Linked DNA regions of Mus musculus: regions 2 and 3 are each linked to region 1. Evidence: chromatin contacts called from public HiChIP or PLAC-seq and promoter capture Hi-C data. All regions are on one chromosome and are shown on one strand. The core of a region is the stretch at or near the end of the contact, and the rest is flanking DNA. Distances in the headings are between cores, read along the strand shown. Region 1 holds the start of Erfe (erythroferrone). Region 2 holds the start of Traf3ip1 (TRAF3 interacting protein 1). Region 3 overlaps Ramp1 (receptor (calcitonin) activity modifying protein 1).

The links. HiChIP or PLAC-seq counts read pairs in DNA pulled down with a chosen protein or histone mark. Capture Hi-C pulls out chosen DNA fragments and counts their contacts.
Region 2: a contact with region 1 is called in a promoter capture Hi-C map of adipose tissue. The contact joins the promoter of Traf3ip1 here to the promoter of Erfe in region 1. A contact is called at or near these places in 16 of 39 promoter capture datasets (the 3T3-L1 cell line, the C10 cell line, the HPC-7 cell line and 10 more), 3 of 15 datasets of contacts at CTCF or cohesin (the G1E-ER4 cell line, embryonic stem cells and pro-B cells), 19 of 484 Hi-C or Micro-C datasets (B cells, ECoMG myeloid progenitors, the G1E-ER4 cell line and 11 more), 6 of 115 datasets of contacts at active chromatin or transcription factors (the 230-238 cell line, bone marrow-derived dendritic cells, embryonic stem cells and 3 more) and 3 of 9 other capture datasets (adipose tissue, liver and pancreatic islet).
Region 3: a contact with region 1 is called in a FOXA1 HiChIP or PLAC-seq map of pancreatic cancer cells. The contact joins the enhancer-like site here to the promoter of Erfe in region 1. A contact is called at or near these places in 10 of 39 promoter capture datasets (the 3T3-L1 cell line, the C10 cell line, the HPC-7 cell line and 5 more), 12 of 484 Hi-C or Micro-C datasets (the AML12 cell line, B cells, cerebellar granule neurons and 8 more), 8 of 115 datasets of contacts at active chromatin or transcription factors (the HPC-7 cell line, double positive thymocytes, embryonic stem cells and 4 more) and 1 of 9 other capture datasets (adipose tissue).

Annotation. Positions count from the first base shown.
Region 1 is chr1:91,364,672-91,367,865 of GRCm38.p6, forward strand. Erfe (erythroferrone) reads left to right here and starts at 1,759. Exons shown (of 8, transcript NM_173395.2): 1 at 1,759-1,977. The coding sequence starts at 1,810.
Region 2 is chr1:91,492,973-91,496,546 of GRCm38.p6, forward strand. It overlaps Traf3ip1 (TRAF3 interacting protein 1), which reads left to right and starts at 1,696. Exons shown (of 15, transcript NM_028718.2): 1 at 1,696-1,916. The coding sequence starts at 1,794.
Region 3 is chr1:91,191,552-91,195,116 of GRCm38.p6, forward strand. All of the region lies in intron 1 of Ramp1 (receptor (calcitonin) activity modifying protein 1), which reads left to right. Among named protein-coding and RNA genes, the nearest start is that of Ramp1, 14 kb to the left of the region's middle. Within about 2 kb of position 1,905, at least 76 of the 459 cell types and tissues checked have an H3K27ac peak or open chromatin away from gene starts, as enhancers often do. A contact at or near this core is called in the HPC-7 cell line, adipose tissue, double positive thymocytes and 3 more, where this site is marked.

The sequences.
Region 1 (3,194 bases), core at 509-3,008:
CTCAAGGCCTACAGAGCTGCTGACTGCAAGACATGGTACCTGGGCCTGGATATGCCTTGGTTTGGGGACTCCTTGATTCTCCCAAGGTCTATCCCTCATTTTCCTCCTTTGTATGTTAGGGACAGTCACGTGATCCGAGTACTGATGGTCCATCCACGTTCAAGGCATACATAGCTAACGACACCACTGCTAGCTGCAGGTACTCTTGAGGCCGCACAGCCAGTCAGCCTCAGGCAGGCTCCCACTGTCTTTGAGTAAAGGGAAGATTTCATGCCCATGACCTCATCAGCCTACAGCCTTCCTTTGAAGAAAGAGGGACACGGAGAAAGCTTGGCTCATTGAACTGCCGGGAAGCTGGGTCAAGGCCATGACATGAGGTCCCAGGAATGAGGATTAGATTTCTGCCATGCAAGAAGGCACAGGGAGGTCACTCGCTGCTCTCCTGCCGGGCCCGACTCACTCAGAATGTTCACTCAGACCCAGGCACCACCACACTCAAGGGTCCCACTTCTGAATCAGAGATGCCACTCCTTTGAGGCTGTGGACCCTATGCTTAGCGCCCTGTGAGCTTTGCCATGCACTCCTGTCCTCCTGAGGACCTTGCTTTCAAACAGGACCCTGCAAACATGCGGGAACCTTTCCTGAATGGCTAGAGCTCTGGGGCTATGCGCCTGAACTGGACCGCGTCATTACCTTGAGCTAGGGTCCAGGAAGCCATGCCAGTACCAGAACTATTTGGATCTGGGCCCTCTGGAAGAACCCATGACATCACTAGGACAGTCCGTTGTTTGGGAAAATAACTACTTTCACATGGCAACAGATCTGGTTGTCAGCGCTCCAGCTGGGGCCCTCACTGTGAACAGAGCAGGGTCACTTGATATCTTAGGGTCATGCTTCCCAAATCAAGTCCCTTCTTTGGACTCCCTCTTCTAGCCTTTAAGGGCACCTGGACGCACACAATTTAAGATTAAAACAAATCAAGCAAGCAAGCAAACAAAGGAAAAAACAAAAAACAAAACAAAACAAAACAAAACAAAAAAAGAAACAAAGAAACCCAGGTGTGCTGCTTTATCTACAGCCAATGTAATGACAGCAGCTCAAGGCAGCTAGGCCTGCCTCTCTGGAGGAGAACCACCCAGAAAAGGCCTCCTCGCAGTTCATCCTTTAGGATTTGCCACATCTGTCCTGGTTGAATGCTCCGTGGTGGGCAGTGGGCAGCAGTCTGAGCTCCATCTGCCTGGCTTAGGACATCAGAGGGATCCGACCTTTCAGCCAGACTGGGTCAGTTCTCTGTAGCTGCTAGTAGCAGACTCCGTAGCTGGAGCCTGAGAGGTGCCAGCTGTGCAGATACATCCGGGGTGGGGAAGAGCAGGGAAACCTTAAAAGTGCTCCAGGTTCCCCAGCTTGAAAAGGAGGAGCCATAAGGGCTGCCATATTCTCAGGTACTCAACTTGTCATTAAGGCCTGGAACCATGAGAAAAGAAGAGACCCGGGGCGGGGGGAGGTCCTAAGAAGACGTGCAGAATGGTGCAGTGGGTGTCCTTAGAGAAAGGGGGGGGTGTCTTAGAAAGCCTCGGGTGCAGGGCTAGGAGAAGAGAAGCTAACCCTGGGCTACAGGCAGCAAAGTGGAGGCGTGCACGGACCGGATCGGGCGCCCGCCTCCTCAGGGTCCCCTGTGCCTGCAGAGCGTGCCCTAGCCGCGAGGGGGCGACGGCAGCGAGGGCGGCGCGCGCGAGGCGGGGGATTCAAGCGCGTTATAAGGCGCCGACCTGACCAGCCGTGCTCTTTACTGCCGCCGCCGCCGCCAGCATGGCCTCGACCCGCCGCCCCGTCGGAGCTCGCACGCTGCTCGCCTGCGCCAGCCTACTCGCCGCCATGGGCCTCGGTGTCCCTGAGTCCGCGGAGCCCGTGGGGACTCATGCACGCCCGCAGCCGCCCGGGGCCGAGCTGCCCGCCCCGCCAGCCAACAGCCCGCCGGTAAGACGCAGCCGCGCCCCACATCTTCCTGTCCCGGGGGGCCCTAAGACGGTGGGGAAGGTGGCACCCCTTGCTGCGCAGTGTCCAACACTGGGGATACGTCGCTCTCAGGGGCTCTGTGAGACCCAGGGTTGGGTGGATGCGTCCTCTGTACCGTGGCTTTGGCGGCAGAACTCCACTAGGCCAGTAGGAGAGATTGGGAAAGGTGTGAAATGCAGTTAACTTGCTCCTCGTGAAACTGGAAGACTGGTGAGAGAGCGGGGCTCCCAGATCTAGTTCCTTTTTGTTAGGTGACTGCGTCTGGGAAAGGAGTGATGTAACCAGGCTCTGCCTGCGATCCCTCCCAAGATCTCCACCTGAACTGCTGGGGTGGAGACGCAGGCTGGGGAGGGTGTGGCTAGAGGCCTGGGGAGGGTGGATTGGTAGCCTTCATTGGAGCTGGTCAGTCCTGTTGGTGAGAGTTCAGGGAAGAATTTCAGGGTCTAGTTGATCGCTCATGCTGTGGGCCAGGCACAAGGAAACCCCAGGCCAGCGCGCTCTTCAGTTCTCAGCACCCCAGGGGCCAACAAAACATCCACTAAGACAGCTGGAGATGGTTACAATACCTCCCTCTGCAAGGCATCCCTGGGTCCTTCCACCATCCCATTTCTGCCTCCTTTGGTGGGAGTAAACATGTCCTTGTTGTCTGAAGCCTCCCCCTGACCCCCAGCCATCAGCCTTCAAAACTTTCATGAGGTCCAGACATAGTCACCAGGAAGTGGGGAGTAGGCTGGACCTTCCCAGTGGAATGTTGGCCTTGAACCCTCTTTGGGAGGGGCAAGGTGTCACCAGTTCCCTGATAGCTGGAACCCAGCTCCCACTCCAACTCCTGGGGCCCCTGACCAACATGGCTCCATGTATTTTCGGTGCTGCCCTCAAGTTGACAGTGGTGCGAGTCTGTACACAGGCCACCGGTCCCCTGGAAGGGTCAGTACACCTGTTCTGACCTATAATGGAAGCACTGCACTGTGAGTGTCCACTGAGGGCATCAGACAGCAAGAAGCATAGAAGCCTCCATCATCCTGACACAGCAGCCTGGCCTGTGACCCACAAGACCCCGGTTTGGGTAGTTTTGAGATCCTGGGTCTTTCTGTCAGACACTGGAGTCTGTGCCCTTGACTTCTTCTAAGGCCTCTTGAATGGTTCATTCCTTTCCTAGCTGGTAGCCCTACATGGAA
Region 2 (3,574 bases), core at 446-2,945, 130 kb after region 1:
ATCCTTATTCCCTTCATTCACTCAGAAACTGTTCACGTTGAAAGCCTCCCCTGCCGGGCTTTTGAGTTAGAAACCTCTTTCCATTCTTACTCAGCTACCTTCTTCTGTGAATGACTCTTTCCTGCTCTCTCCCTCATCTCAGGGGGTGATGTAGGCTAGTAGCCCCTACTCTGCTGACTGCCCCCCAAGACTGATGGCTCCATGCTGGCCTCTGCATCCTTCCTCTGGGGAGGTCTGGGTTCCAGATATCTTTCTTGAAGCCAGGAATTGCTTATATCTTCTGGGACCCGCTTCGTTGGTGACCAGAATGTTGTCCACTGAAGAATGTCTTTCTTCAGTATGGGGGTGGGTAGGCTGAACCAAAGGCAGGGGTGAGACTCTGGAAGATAGAACTATACTCTTCAAAGTTACCTCCCCTAGGTCAGTCCCCAGAGGGTTGGTTGACAATACTTGCTGTCCTGGATCTTCTAAAAAACTTTGATACCCAGATAGACTGAAGATCTTCTGGTTGGTTAGCCCTCCTAAAGGCAGCCAAAACTGTACTCTGGCCTTCGTGTGTGTGTGTGTGTGTGTGTGTGTGTGTGTGTGTGTGTGTGTGTGTTCTTGGATCCACTTACTGTTCTGCCCTCCTCCACAAGCTGTGAGAGGATAAAGCATCATCTTCGCTTTGTTGTATGGCATAGGCTCCAGGTCCTCAGTAGAATTCCCAAGGTCAGAGGTATCTTCCAAGTAAAACCCTGAGTTCCTACCACCTGGTCCAGCATCACAAACAAGCCAGTTGCTGGCTCCAGCTTTCATTCCACACCTACATCACGATTCTGCTCAGAGTGAACTTTCTAGGGTAGGAGCTAGGTGGGTATGTTCTTAGGGGCGGTGTTTAGAGACAGGACTTCTGCTCTCTGAATTCTGCTCTCTGAACTCCCCCAGAGACCAACTCCAGCTGGGGCTCAGAGTGAGAGGGCTCTTAAAGAAGATTCTGGCTCTCGGGGTGTAGCCATGGTAGAGAGATCAGGGGCAATGTTCTAGTTGGGGTTCTGCCAGTTTGGGCAGAGGAGCTCCAGACCTCAGGCACAGCAGCAACACCTGATCCAGTAGAAGCATCTCCTGCATAGCCTCGGGTGGTGGTGAGGGTGAGGTGGGAAGTAAGTGTGTGTGTGTGTGTGTGTGTGTGTGTGTGTGTAGCAGAAAGCTGCAGCATCCTAGCCTAAGGGCCTAGCTCCTTCACAGTTTTGTGCCCGCTCTGGTGAACCAAGAGCACAGAAAATGTGGAAGGACACAACCCTTCCCCTTGGCACCATCTTAAAGATTACCTAAGGCAGGGGATGCTGGGCAGGGAACAGGAATGAAGGGATGAAAGGAGTCAAGTCCTTTTCCAAGTTTATGTGAAGTGTTATTTTCCTGGTGGGTGTTACTGTAAATGCTCTCCTTAGAAATATCAAATGGTCGCTCTTTTCTCACTCAGAATGCCAGGTCTCTGGGCAGTGCTGTGCAGCGCCCTATGGTGCGCCGGGTTGGCGGAGCAGGCTCAGGTTCAAGCAGCCACAGAGGCGGAGCGCGTGTGTCCTCCAGAGCAGCTAGAGAGGCCGGAGGGGATGGGCGGGGCCGGGCGCGCGTCCGTTGCCAAGGCCGCGCGGCCCTAGAGACCGGGTGCTGGTGGCACGCGCAAGCGCGGTGGCGAGCTGCGGTGCACTGTGGGATGGGAGACCGGCGCGCCGGGACGGCGGGCATCTCGGGGCACCGGGCAGAGGCGCGGCGCGCGAGGAGGGGCGCGAGCGGTCGCGGGCGGCAGCGCCATGAACGCCGCAGTGGTGCGGCGGACGCAGGAGGCTCTGGGCAAGGTGATCCGGAGGCCGCCGCTCACCGAGAAGCTGCTCAACAAGCCACCGTTCCGCTACCTGCACGACATCATCACCGAGGTAGGCGCGGGCTGGTGCGCGTCAGGTTGAGGTGGGGTGAGGGTAGGGGTAGAGTGCGGAACGGGTTAAGGGTCCGGGTAGTGGCGGGACGGGTTGAGGGTTGGGGTAACGGTGTTGAAGGTTATGGTTAAGTGCGGGACCGAGCGAGTGTCGGAGTGAGGGTCCGGGTAGGGTGAGAGTCGAGGTAGGATGCGCGTCTGAGTAGGATTCGTTTCGGGGTGAGAGTCAGAATTAGGGCCGGATCAAGGCGAGTGACCAGGTAGCGTGAGGATCGCGTTGAGGGACCGGGTAGTGTGAGGGGCGTTGTAGGATGCCAATCAGGGTTTGGGTCGAAATGAGGATTAGTCTCAGATGAAGGTGAGGATCAGGGTCAATGGTAAGGTCTGTGTGGCTCCGAGTGCTGATTGGATTGAGAGTGCGTTGAGGGGTGGAGGTGCAGGTCCAGGTCCAGGTGAGGGTCAGGGTTAGGTTCCAGTTGGAGTCAGGGTAGAGTAGCGGGTGCTGGTCTAGTGGTTTGGGTGGAGATAGAAGGCCCGGGTCAGAGTCTAGGTCTGTGGGTTAGGGTGCTGGAGCCAGAAGGTGAGGCTGAGAGGAGGTAGAGGCCCGGGCTGACATCGGTTTATTGAGTGTGAGCCTCGGGACAGGGTCTAGGCTCAGGGTCAAGTTGCTGTTAGGAGCTGGAGGTATGTTGGGGCTCTGGAATTGGGCTGTGCTTATACTTGAGGCCTGGGTAGGGTGCAGGTCCTTGTCTGGGACCTTCTGAGCATTCAGTGGTGCCTTCCATGTTAGGTTCCCAGGCCCACTAGGTCTTGGGACCTGCCTTACTTTACTTCTCCCAACCTGCAGCACTTACCATTATGTCTCTTTAGAGCTTGTCTTCTATTTGTTAGTGAGTCTCCAGGAAGCTGCATTGGATGAGGTACATAACATTGTACAACAGTTACAATTGTGTGGAGTCTGTCTGGGCTCTTGGTAACCCCAAGAGTGTCACTGCAGGGGGTACACAGAATGGGCATGGTACTCCAGAAGGTGCTGTGGAACTTGGGGTATGGTTGGGACTTAGAAGTCCAGAGCTCAAGGTCTCTCCCAGTGTTGACCCTCAGACTTTCTCGTCTCAGTAGGTTGAGCACTGTAGTCTACCCTTCTCGTTACTCATTTGGCCCTCCTACCTTAGCTTGTAATAGGTACTGTCTCGGAACATGGCCCTGTCTGTTAATCTTACATGTGTCCAGAAATGCTCAGGAATCCACCCACATCCCAAGGTGCTCTGCCGCCTGGTAGTCTCCTCTCCCAGTCTGTGAGGCGTTTGTAGCCTATCCTGGAAGGTCTGAGGAAGGGACTGGTGGTGTGGAGAGCCCTGGGAAGCAGGCAGTTGCCACTCTTCAACAGTGAAGGAGTCAAGAAGACTCAGGCATCATGGCACCGGCCTATCACAGTGGAGACTGCTAGGCCTGTGTTTTTATTCTGTTAGTACCCTCAGCCCATGGCTTACGGGGAGTGCTACTCAGCCTCAGATCACTCAGGAACGGAGTGGGGCTTATGGGAGGGAAGAGGAAAGAAGTGGGAGATGACTGTTGACAGGTAGACAGGTGAGGAGTGAGGGCTGCTTTTCTTTTAGACTTTACTGGATCCAGTGGTGAAGCCGGTCTGTTTTGGTA
Region 3 (3,565 bases), core at 655-3,154, 170 kb before region 1:
CCAGGTAGTCAGACTAGAGGTTGAACATGTCAGCTGGTCTACAGGGCAGGTATGTAAAAGTGTGTTCTTCAGTTCGAATGACTGTGTAGTTTCTGCGATTGGTTTTGTTACTTATTTCTAGTTTCATTTCACTGTGGTCCCATAAGACACTAGAAAATTCCTGACTCTTTTACCTTTGTCTCTTTTACATTTGTTAAAGCATGCTTTGTGGCCTAGAAGGTGGTCTAATCTTGAGACAGACCCTTGGGCTGCCAAGATGTACATTTTACCTCCTCTACTAGGTAAAAGGTTCCAGACAGAGCTTTTCAAAAAAAAAAACAAAACTGGGGTGCCACCATTAGTGTCAAACAATGAAAACCCTTTGTTCTCCTAGGACTGTGTAGGATGAGCTGTAGGGATGTCAGAGCCACCCACACAGACAGAAGATGCCCTGAAGACCTGGTGTGGGGGGAAAGATGGTGCAGAGGATTGTTCTCAGCTTGCCCTCATGTTCTCGGGATGTCCTTGCTCTCTTCACCTCCAGTTCCTTTGTGGGAGCCATCTGTCACTGATGTAGTGTCGTGCAAATGCTGCTCCCAGGTGCCTGGTTACTTCTGGGCATCGTTGTGATGTGGCAGGGACCGTCATCTGCTAGGACTGCCCTAGAGTCTCAGAGCCTCTGAGGACAGAGGTTCCCCTAGGAACCCCCTGTGGGTTACTGCTACCTGAGAAGTCCTGAGCCCACATCTCCAGAGCGTCTGTGGTAAGCACGCTCAGGATGGCAGCCGGCACTAGCACTCTGATGTCATCCACTCGTGATGGCTTCTCTCTGTGTGTGATGCTATGTGTGCTCAGCTGAGGCACATATAGTAGTAGAGAGAAGGAGCAGAGGAGCGATGCTGAATTCTGAAGTTATGCACAGCCGAGGGGCACGCCTGTCCTGACAGGCAGCTGAGAGAGCAGCATTGTCTCCGTCTAGGTTTCAGAGGCAGCAGTCCCCAGTGGTTACATTTGCCTGCACATAGAGTCAGCCTTTTGACTCCAAAGCTTAAAGTTTGAGGCAGTTTTACTGTTTGTTGTTGCTTGTTCTTTATGAGAGATTAGGATGTTCTTCCAATTACAAAATGAAACTACTCTCTGCCTGCGGAGCTGCCCGTGGCCCCAATCCACACTCTCCAAGGCAGGAAGGGATGAGTTTATGAGTCTAGCAGAAGAAAGATGGGGCTGAGCATAGCAAGTCTCCCCCTTGGGAGGTGGAGGGGTGATCTGAGAAGAATGGGAGGTACAAGGACCAGGTCAGGTAGGGTCAGCTCTACAGCTAGACCAGGGAGGCCCAAAGACTATCCAGGAGATTTTTGTCTTGGCAGAATGCTGGGGGTGGGGTGGGGGGAAGCATTCTCCTGGAAGTGTGGAGGGGACATGATTGGTCCTTCTGGGCCCCCAGCCTCCAAGTGCCCTTTTCTGTTGGGGACCATCTCTCCACAGAGGCAGCACAGTCTCTCCTGTGTACTAGCTCTGCAGGACAGGAGTGCATCTCCTATTCCCCTCCCTGGCCCCTTCACAGGGGACTTGGGGACACCAGATCTCTTTAGCTGATCCTTGGTGTCGACATCAGCACACACCGGGTTCTAATGCATGGCACCCAGAACCTTCCCTGAGGCACCCCCTTCTCTGCCCTAAAACTGACTCTTCCAGAACAGGAAGGAAGGCCAAGTCACTCTTGATCCTCTCCATTGCCTAGCCAGTACCTTGCACCAGTGGTGACCCCAGGTACCCTGCCTTCCTTTCCTAGCTGTGTTTCCTGGCAGTGGTGTGTGGGTATCTCAGGCATTTGGTGAAAATGTATGTGCCACTCTGCTGCGTGCCAGGGACGACTGCCCCTGTGAGTCAGAAAGGAGTGGGAGGTGAAAGCAGGGCAAATGTGGTTTTAAAAAAAAGTCTTTGCCCCCTCACCCTGAGCACCCCGGATGTGGCTGTGTCTATGTCTATGGAGGGTGTGCTGGCTTCCTGCAGCTATGGGCAGCTGGAGGAGGACAGCTTGGGGCACGGAGTTCATGAAAGGGGGAGTCATATGAGGTACAAGGCAGGTCTGGGTGCCAGGAGCCATAAAGTATAGGGGATAAATGGAGAGAGGACCCTTGACACTCACACGAGGTCTCATCCCAGCTTCTGGAGCTTGCTGTACATTTGAGGCTTCCTGACTACCACAGGAAGGCTTCCACAGGGGATCCTGGTGGGACAGAGATGGTGTTACCCTTTCCCCAGCCTCCACTGTGGCTGACATGATCCTCAAGTGTGCGCTGCTGGCTCCGAGGTCCCCAGGTGTGCTCACTGTACTCTTGTGGCCTGAGCATCCATATACTGGCTGCTTCATGAGCTCAAGTGCAGTTCAAGTACTTGCTGGGGAGTGGTGCCTTGCTGTCCTCTGTGTTTCCTAGGGCTCTAGGTTGGGCCCAGAAAACTTCCAGCAGCCCCTCCATGGCCCCTCAAGAGCAGAGGTCTCTCACTGAAGGCTGTGGATTGCCTCCCAAGAGCGATTTCCATCTGTCAGCCTTTCCCTTGGACAGGTCTCCACTCACGACGGCTACTCCTTAGCTTTTCCTAAAAGTCCCCAGGTCTCAGCTTTGTTCTCAGGACTCTAGTGTGTACCAACACCTAGCTCCTTTCCTCACCAGCCCCATCTCAGAGTTGTGGGCATCTCTGTGCCAAGCCTACCATCCTGACACAACCTCCTTCAACCTCTTCCTGAGTGGCTAGCCTCCCAGGGTATCCTACCCTATCCAGTCTCGACCTATTGATTAGTGATGCCTGTGGGGAGTCTCAGACTGGCTGGCACTAGCCTGGTGGCATGTCTGCCTGCAGTGAGAGCAAGCTCAGATTTGCAGAGCTCTGCCACCAGGCCACACGTGGTTCCACATGCTGCTGGGGACAGGGCTCTGGTGTGCTATTTGGCTTTTTATTTTTAATTAAACGTAGGGCTTCAGTTTCACTGCTTTGGCCTCACTGTCAAGATACATGCTCCAGAGTCTGTTATTACCATACAAGGATGGTCCCACGCCCAACTCACTGCCAGGGAATTCACTGTGTGCCACTTTGTGAAGTTTTGCTCGGTGCCATACCACCCTGGCTTCAGAAACACTGATTCTAGCCATGCTGGGCACCCTGTCCAGACTCAGGCAGTCCTATGCCAGCCCTTTTCCCTAGACCATGGTGGGCCAAGCACATGAGTGTGGAGATCACTTTCTAGGGGATACTCCAGTTTCTGCTGCATAGCTGGGCTTCAGCCCTCATGGATATCTCCTGTCCCCTGGGGTCCATCTGTCCTGGTCAGGCAGCTGATGGCTCTGTTCCTATGATCAGAACTCTTTCTCCTCCTGTTCTCCGCCCAACTTGAAACATCTCGCTCTCTGTGAGCTACTCAGTGCCTCTGCTGTGTCCATGGCCTCAGTATCCGGGGCTGGGCTGGCAGATGCCAGATCTGTATCCTTCCAATGGTCCACCCATTAATGTATCCTTCCTGGCAGCACTGTGGGTGACACTGGGTGGTACCCTCCAGTCCCTTTGTTCCCCACCCTCTCTGTGCTCC